Linked DNA regions of Sus scrofa: regions 2 and 3 are each linked to region 1. The links are chromatin contacts, called in public HiChIP or PLAC-seq maps. All regions are on one chromosome and are shown on one strand. The core of a region is the stretch at or near the end of the contact, and the rest is flanking DNA. Distances in the headings are between cores, read along the strand shown. Region 1 holds the start of GSG1L (germ cell-specific gene 1-like protein). Region 2 holds the start of KIAA0556 (protein KIAA0556 homolog). Region 3 overlaps KIAA0556 (protein KIAA0556 homolog).

Evidence for each region. HiChIP or PLAC-seq counts read pairs in DNA pulled down with a chosen protein or histone mark.
Region 2: an H3K27ac HiChIP or PLAC-seq map of alveolar macrophages shows a contact between it and region 1. The contact joins the promoter of KIAA0556 here to the promoter of GSG1L in region 1. A contact is called at or near these places in 1 of 5 promoter capture datasets (liver), 1 of 47 Hi-C or Micro-C datasets (embryonic fibroblasts) and 2 of 2 datasets of contacts at active chromatin or transcription factors (alveolar macrophages and skeletal muscle).
Region 3: an H3K27ac HiChIP or PLAC-seq map of alveolar macrophages shows a contact between it and region 1. The contact joins the enhancer-like site here to the promoter of GSG1L in region 1. A contact is called at or near these places in 1 of 5 promoter capture datasets (liver), 19 of 47 Hi-C or Micro-C datasets (alveolar macrophages, blood, embryonic fibroblasts and 12 more) and 2 of 2 datasets of contacts at active chromatin or transcription factors (alveolar macrophages and skeletal muscle).

Annotation. Positions count from the first base shown.
Region 1 is chr3:18,902,831-18,905,578 of Sscrofa11.1, forward strand. It overlaps GSG1L (germ cell-specific gene 1-like protein), which reads left to right and starts at 1,407. Exons shown (of 6, transcript XM_021086439.1): 1 at 1,407-1,993. The coding sequence starts at 1,639.
Region 2 is chr3:19,366,878-19,369,625 of Sscrofa11.1, forward strand. It overlaps KIAA0556 (protein KIAA0556 homolog), which reads right to left and starts at 1,390. Exons shown (of 30, transcript XM_021086440.1): 1 at 1,308-1,390. The coding sequence starts at 1,314. GTF3C1 (general transcription factor 3C polypeptide 1) reads left to right here and starts at 1,482. Exons shown (of 37, transcript XM_005662065.3): 1 at 1,482-1,814. The coding sequence starts at 1,594.
Region 3 is chr3:19,304,747-19,307,494 of Sscrofa11.1, forward strand. KIAA0556 (protein KIAA0556 homolog) reads right to left here. Exons shown (of 30, transcript XM_021086440.1): 3 at 1,714-1,790. Among named protein-coding and RNA genes, the nearest start is that of KIAA0556, 62 kb to the right of the region's middle. Within about 2 kb of position 1,390, at least 5 of the 83 cell types and tissues checked have an H3K27ac peak or open chromatin away from gene starts, as enhancers often do. A contact at or near this core is called in alveolar macrophages and omental adipose tissue, where this site is marked.

The DNA.
Region 1 (2,748 bases), core at 157-2,656:
TTTCTTTCTTTTTCTAAAAATTTACATTTATTTTTATCAAAGTTCTAGGGCACATACTTTTTTTTTCCCCCTTTTCATTTTTGGCTGCCCCTTGGCATATGGAATTCCTGGGCCAGGGATCAGATCTGAGCCACAGTCCCACAGCTGTGGCAGTGCTGGATCCTTAATCCGCTGTGCCAGGCTGGGGATTGAACCTGCAATCCAGTGCTCTGTAGACTTTGCTGATCCTGCTGTACCACAGTGGGAACTCCACCTCCCTCCCTTCCTTCCTTCCTTCCTTCCTTCCTTCCTTCCTTCCTTCCTTCCTTTCTTCCTTTCTCTCTCTCTCTCTCTCTCTCCCTCCTCCAGCATCTATTGGTCACCTGTTATGTGTTATGGGCCAAGTGCTTTTTGCAAGTGTGATCTCAACACAACAGCCAATAGCCCTCCCCCTATGGAAATGAGGCTCAGAGAGGTTTAGTAACTTCTTCAGAGTTCACAGCTGGTCAGGCCTCAGGGTCACCTGACTCCAAAGTCAGCATGCTTGACCATTCTGCCCCCGCCCCAACCTTGAAGATTCTGGGTTGGCCAGCCTTTGTGGGGCACCCCTGCCTAGTAACTGCAGCAAATTCGTGTCTGGCATGGGCCCTCCTTGGGCCATGCTGCTCAGGATCATCTGGCCTGTGATGCTCCTGTTTGTCATATCCAATACTTGCCATCCTGTGTGGCACACTTCTTGGCTACACTTCCTGCTGTTCCGAGCCCTGATAGGGAACGCAGGCGACAGCAGGTTCATCCTGCCAGAGGAGCCCAAACCTCCTTGACAGCCCCTCAGGGGAAGCACAAGCCCCTTAGGCTCCACAACCCCGCGTTTCTGGAGAGGCACCCCTCCTGACCGCTCCTGTAACCCCAAGATCAGTATGTGGCATTTTTTCCAGGGGGTCCTGCTGTTTCTCGGGTGTGGGAAGTCCAGCAAACTCAACTCTGCCTTTCAGACTCTTGGGGATCCTTCATAGGGCCTCCTACTGGGGGAAAGGGTGCTGCTGGTCCCTGTTCCTGGTGGGAGCCCCAACAGGCTCAGCCCTTCTCTCCCGAGGGCAGGGCTTCTCTGGTTCCTGCGTGAGATGCTCCCTCCCCGCTGGTTTTGCCGTCCCACGTGCCCGGTGGGAAGCCTCTTTCTCCAGGAGCGCCTTTCCCGCACTCTTTCTGCTTTTCAGACCCCCCCCCCATTCGGGTGCGAGTCTCTTTCGGGGGCGCGCCTTCTCTCCCCGGCCGCCGCCCGCGCCTGGCGTGGGGCGCCCCCTCTCCCCGCGAGGGCGGGAGCCAGAACAGTGTCGCCGGCCGCCTGCAGGTGTCTCCCCACGGAGGGGCGCGCGTCCCTGCGCCGTGGCCGCTGCCAGGCGCCAGCGGCTCCCTCCGAGGTGCACTCGCGCTCCGGGCTCCGGGCGCGCCGGAGCCGCTCCGCCGCCTCTGCCCGCCCCCCACGCCCCTTGCGCGCCGCGCCCCCACCCCCGGGGGTGCTGGTGGTCATGGGCTCGCGCCGCGTCCGCCGCCGCCCATTGAAGGCGCCCGAGCCCCGGGGCGCGGCGGGCAGCGGCCGCTGACGCGGGGCGCCGGCTGCCAACTTCGCGCGCGGAGCTCCCCGGCGGCGCGGGCGGCATGAAGACGAGCCGCCGCGGCCGAGCGCTCCTGGCCGTGGCCCTGAACCTGCTGGCTCTGCTCTTCGCCACCACCGCCTTCCTCACCACGCACTGGTGCCAGGGCACGCAGCGGGTGCCCAAGCCGGGCTGCGGCCAGGGCGGGCGCGCCAACTGCCCCAACTCGGGCGCCAACGCCACGGCCAACGGCACCGCCGCCCCCGCCGCTGCTGCCGCCGCCGCCGCCGCCGCCGCCGCGGGGAACGGCCCCCCCGGCGGCGCGCTCTACAGCTGGGAGACGGGCGACGACCGCTTCCTCTTCAGGAATTTCCACACCGGCATTTGGTACTCGTGTGAGGAGGAGCTCGGCGGGCTTGGTGAGTGAGCGGCGGCGCTGGCGGGCTCGGCTCCCGGCTCCCCCGGAACGCGCGGCCCCGGCGCCGGAGCCCCAAACCTGCGCTCCCTCCGCGCGCCCAGGCTGGGGGCCTGAGGCGCCGCCAGGACGCCGTGCCCCGCGCGCCGCGGGCTCGGCCGAAGGTTCCGGGGCGGGGAGTGCGGTGGGCACGTCCGGGGCGGGGGTGCGGGGTACGATGCGGGGCGTTCGGGACGCTCGGCCCTTTCTGGGTCCGGGCAGAGCTCCGGCCCCTTCCGAGCGCCGGGCGCCTTTGGGGACGTCGCCGCGCCTCGGGGAGGCGCGTCTCTCGGCTCCCGCCCCGGCCGCCGGCCGGAGGGGCGCGCGTTCCTTTCCGCGCCCGAACTCTATGCTCTATGCTCTCCCCTTCCTCCTCTTTCTTTCGCGGGGGGCCCTGGAGGCGCCCATCCTTCCCGTCCCGCCTGGGGGTGGTGGTGGAGGACTGTGGCTATCAGCTTCCCCTCCCGCCGAAGATTCCCAGAGCCAGGCGCCGAGGGGGTCATTCTTCCACCCCCATCTCCGGTATGCACTAAACCGCTCCCAGGCCGGGCTCGGGCGGCACGGGAGTGAGGAGTGGGGACAGTGCCGTGGGTTCCCGCCGGGGAACCCTTCGCGTCCTGGTCCCCGCGGGGGAGAGGATGCGGCGGGAAGGAGAGGAGGCAGGCGGGAAAGCGGGACGGCTCAGCCAGGCTCCGATCAGAATTGGGCGAGGGGGGGCAC
Region 2 (2,748 bases), core at 140-2,639, 460 kb after region 1:
ATAGTATACACAAGCTCTTTTGAGGTAAAAGCATAAAGGCATCCTGAGACCAAAGAAAGATTTGAGTACTGCTGTTTTACAGCAACGGGACAATGACCTGGGCAAACCTGTGAATAACATTTTATAGTACCTCTGAAGTACAAAGGGCAATGATGTCTTTGAAGCACAGAACAGACTGTTCCATTCATTTTTTCCCATAACGCATTAAGTGGATATCACAAAGGAACAACTTTCCCAGAAGTGAGGGACAGGAGTATAATGAGGAAAAGGATGTGGATTCCAGCCGACTCTACCCGTCTCTCTAGACTTCAGTCTTCCCATTTATAAAATGAGCTTTCAGAGTAGCTTATGTTTGGATTGCTTTCATTGTCAATCCTAGGATTCTTATCTGGAATCCCTAAATGGTGGCCCACAGGCTGCATCTGACCTTCAGCCTGATTGGCCATAATGACATTTGGAGAAGTGCCGTGGGAAAATAATTGGTTGGAGCTGAGTGAGAAGCTTCCCTTTCAGAAAAGAAATTGACTTTCAGTCATAGCCCAGTCCAGCCCACTAGACTTGCCCCTGCAAACATCTGCATTTGCATCGTTTGGAATGAAGACCTTCTAAAATCACTTCTAAGTCTCAACCTCTGTAATAAACCCATTTAAAAAAAACAAAAAACAAAAAAACCCAAGAGACTGTGTCTGGGCTCCTTCCTCACTCTGTCACTTGATGACTTTGATTTGGGGCAAGATACTTCTCTGAGCCTCAGTGTCCTCGTTTGTAAAATGGGATAACACTGACCTCCAAAGACTGTTAGGAAGCTTAGCGAGTTGCCCGACAGCTCTTACAGAGTTCCCGGCACTGAACCATTCTAAGCAGCAAAGCACAGAAAGAGAGTATTCCCTAGTCTCCCCCTACCCCCCTTACCAAGTCCCATTTGTCGACAGCTGATGATTGCACTCACGACGACGCTTTCCCCCTTACCAACTCCCATGTCCCACAGCTCCACATCCCAGGATACACAAAATTCCCCTCAGTCCTCTATTTCTCTTTCCCACACAAAACCTCTTCACTGAGGTTCCCCGGACAGCACCGGGTTCCACAACGACGACAGGCAGCACAGCGACCAAATCACTGACCACTCCCCCCAGTCTCTTCTTCCCACCCTGGAACACTAAGGCTCCCTTTCCCTCAGACAGAAACCACCTTGGGTCAGGCAGCGGTGGTCCAGCTGTCTGTGGCCTAGGGTTCCTCCCAGAGGGCCCTCAGGAGGGAAGGGAGAGTAACTGCCAGACCCCCCGGAGGGGCCCACGGACACTCACCGTCCATCCCTGGAGGCGGTGGTTCCGGGTGCTCGCACCGGAAGCGGCCCCTATACTGTTTGCAGTTCCCCTGGTTACTGCGGAGTTCCCGACCAATGGCGGTGGAGCTCTACGCAATGAACCCGCCCCAAAGGGAGTGACGTCACGACTGTGCTCTGGAACTCCTCCTCCAGTCCCTGGATTCGCCCCGCCTTCCGGGCTGCTGGTAGTTGTGCGCAGGCGCGATGGACTAGGGCCCTCCGCGGCGTGTGCGCAGGCGCCGCAGCTGCAGCCAACTGAAGTAGCAATGGACGCGCTAGAGTCGTTGTTGGACGAGGTGGCCCTGGAGGGGCTTGATGGCCTGTGTCTGCCCGCGCTTTGGAGCCGTCTGGAGACACGAGTGCCGCCCTTCCCGCTGCCTTTGGAGCCCTACACGCAGGAGTTTCTGTGGCAGGCCCTTGCCACGCATCCGGGCATCAGCTTCTACGAGGAGCCTCGGGAACGACCAGATCTCCAGCTCCAGGACCGGTCAGCGGCCTGGCCCTCCGGGTGGGCGGGCGAGGGCAGGGTTCGGGGTCTGATGGAGCTGGGAGGGGTCCAGGTCGTTTCGGGAGCGGAGAGAAAGGAGTGGAAGCGAAAGGAAGACCCGCGGTCCGATGGGGGCGCGGACTAGGGCTGATTCGGGGTCCCTCGGGCCTGGCGGGGCCCAGGCGTCTGATGGAGTTCGGGGTGATTCGGTGATGTCCCATTATGTTCGTGTCTGTTTAGGGTGGCATTGGGCAAGACTGGGAGGATATTCTTTGGGTTTCAAAGAGTATTTCCTCTAAATGGAGCTTGGCTTTAGAGCCAGAAGGCTCTTAAGAGCGAGACCAGAGTCAAGTCGATGGGAATTCCCTGGCGGCCCAGCGGTTAAGAATTAGGCGTTGCCACTATTGTGGCTGGGATTCGATCCCTGGCCGGGGAACTTTGGTATGCTGCGGGCGCTGCCCAAAAAAAAAAAAGGCTGCAGACAGTGGAGCTAACCAGCCTTAATGGAACATTCATTCCCTGCTGGCCTAGAGAGCCTAAGGCAACCAGACAGCTGTACCACAACAATAATAGTAGTAATAATAGCTCACATTTATTTAGCTCTTGGTATGGCCTGATACTATTCTAAGATCTTGTTCTGGGAGCTTTGGGAGATGGAACCCACTTCCTTCTCACAGTGACTCCACGAGGAAGGTGGTTGTCTTCCCCATTTTGCAGAGGAGGAAACAGTGGTGGAGAGAGCTAAGTAACCTGTCCCTCAGTCGTGGAGATTGGAAGTGACTGAGTGTTGATTCAAAACCAGGGTATCTGTCTCCCAAGTCTGTACTCTTTTTTTTTTTTCCCTCGGCCACACCCGCAACATATGGACGTTCCAGGGCCAGGAATGGAATCCAGGCCACTGCTGTGACCTGTGCCACAGCTGTGGCAATGCCAG
Region 3 (2,748 bases), core at 140-2,639, 400 kb after region 1:
CACATGGGACGCTGCCTGGCATTTCTGGCTGGTCCTGGAGAGATAATTCAGAGCTGCTCTCCTGGGAGTGGGACAGGCTTGCTAAGAGGCCTCTGGAAGGCAGGCAGGGATTGTTGCCATAGATACTGGGGGTCTGGGTGAATCTAGCAAAGGGGCAGGGATTCAAAACTCCTAACACATGGGGCAATAGCAAAGCATAAAATCTTGCCCCAAAAATCTTGCCCCATGCAACATAGCACCGGGGCCCAGTTAACAAGCACAGAGAACCCAGCCCAGCAGACAAGGGCTGAACCCACGTTCAGGAGACACCCCCAAACTCTTTGCCTATGAGGCTCCAAGCCCACTCCTGCAACACAAAGGCCCAAATTCGTGCCCCATTCCTCCCCCTGCTGCAGAGCTGTTTGGGGGACCCTGCAGGCTTCTTCTGTTTGTTTTGTGCTTTGACTGCAAATCATTACCAACATTTTATTTATTTATTTATCTTTTTCGGCTGCACCTAAAGCTCCCGGGCCAAGGAGCCAATCTGAGCCACAGCTGCGAACTCCCCTGCCGGGCCAGGGATCAACCTGGGGCCTCCACAGACACAAGCCGGTTCATTAGCCTGCTGCACCACAGCGGGAACTCCCATTATCAACATTTTAAAAAAACTCAGGTTTCACCACACAAATCCAGATTTCCAGCTTCTCTGGAAACCCTGGAGGATATGGACAGACCCCTGGGCCTGTGGGAGTCCCAGGCGCTCACTGTCCTCATTGAGCCAGCCAGCTTCACTCACCGCCTGGCCCCTCCTAGCCTGGGAGTTTGCAAACTCACTGCTTTCTGCAAGGTTCCAGGCCTGAAGACAAACCACAGTGAAAGGAACTTTTGCGGGCCTGCAAAGACACAGAGGACACAAGAGACCTCTTTCAAACCAGACCACGCTGCTATGACCTCAATCACAACACATGGCATCAGCTACAGGCTCTTATAAGAACCAGCACTCGAGCCAAAAATCAGGACTCACTTATTTTATTTTGTCTTTTCAGGGCCGCACCCACGGCATAGGGAAGTTCCCAGGCGAGGGGTCAAATCGGAGCTGCAGCTGCCCGCCTACACCACAGCCACAGCAACACCGGATCCAAGCCGTGTCTGTGACCTATGCCTCAGTTCACAACACGCCGGATCCTTGACGCACCAAATGGGGCCAGGGATCAAACCCGAATCCTCATGGACACTAGTCGGATTCCGTTACCACTGCACCACAACAGGAACTCTAGGACTCATTTAACTTTAAATGACATGGACCAGTTTCAAATACAAATGTAAAATGACTGCACCTTGACAGAACAAGAACAAGGCGTGATTACAGGCTCAGATTTCAAGGGACCTTCAAAGCCTGTGAGATCACAGACAGGGCTATTCAGGTGACGAATGCGCAGGCCTTGCCACATTCTAGCTTTTCATCACAAACCCAGCTTCTCCCAGAACAGCGGCTGGGAGGCGAGAGGTGGTCCTTCGCACGTGGCACAGTTTGCTACAGCTCAATCCAAAGCTGCAATTAAATCAGTGAATGGAGAGAGAAGAGCTGGGATGGCAGATATTATTCCCAGCCTCTGAGCGGAGGGCGACTGCATCCCCTGTCTATGTGAAACAGAGCCTGCATGCTGTTAATACATCTAAACAGATTTTTATTTGGCTAATATGAAGGGCTGCCGTCGAGCGGCTTCATCTTACCGGTTCCTCTGCTGCAGCAATATTAAATACTCATCATGTTTCTCATCAAAGTCTGTCACCATGTCCTTAGTGTAACCCTGCAACGGAGAAACACAGCGGTGTGACAGCAGAACGCAGGGAAGCAGTGACTGAGGCCCCGGGTACAGCACACACCCCACAGGAGGCCGAGGGGCAGAGGCTGACCTTGACGAAGGCCCGGGTCCCTGGGCGCATCACTCGGGCGACCCAGAGCCCCAAAGACCGCCACATGGCCCCGTGGGTCTTGAACACACACAACTAACAATCTGCGAAAAGGAGGCAGTCAATTCCCCAGCCTTGCCGCTGTTCCTTCCCTCTGGACCCTATAAAATCAGGGTCTCCAACAAGATTTGGGTTGGACTACTTTCTCCACACCCAGGAATGTGTGATCTTGGCTGTCCTAACCAAATGTAACCCAGATAAGTTTTTTTGTTTGTTTGTTTGTTTGTCTCTTGTCCTTTTTTAGGGCCACACCCATGGCATATGGAGGCTCCCAGGCTAGGGGTCTAATTGGAGCCACAGCTGCCGGCCCACGCCACAGCCACAGCCAACGCCAGATCTGAGCCGTGTCTTCGACACAGCTCATGGCAATGCTGGATCCTTAACCCACTGAACAGGGCCAGGGCTCAAACTTGCGTCCTCATGGGTACTAGTCAGGTACTTAACCTGCTGAGCCACAACGGGAACTCCTCAGATCAGTTGTTGAAGAGAGGTTCTCATTTTTCTCTTGCTACCGTAAGAGAAATGCATGCTAATTATAGACAACTCAGTCATTACCAAAAGATGGGACCCCCCCCACAAATGAAGGCCCCTTTATTTTTTCTTCTTCAGAAGGTTTTATTATTTTTTTAATTTATTTCATTAAAGTATAGTTGATTTACAACACTGTTTTAATTTCTGCTATAAAGCAGAGTGATTCATTATACACATATATATTCTTTTCATATTCTTTTCCATTATGGCTTATTACAGGTACTGAATATAGTTCCCTGTGCTGTACACTAGGGTATTTTTATT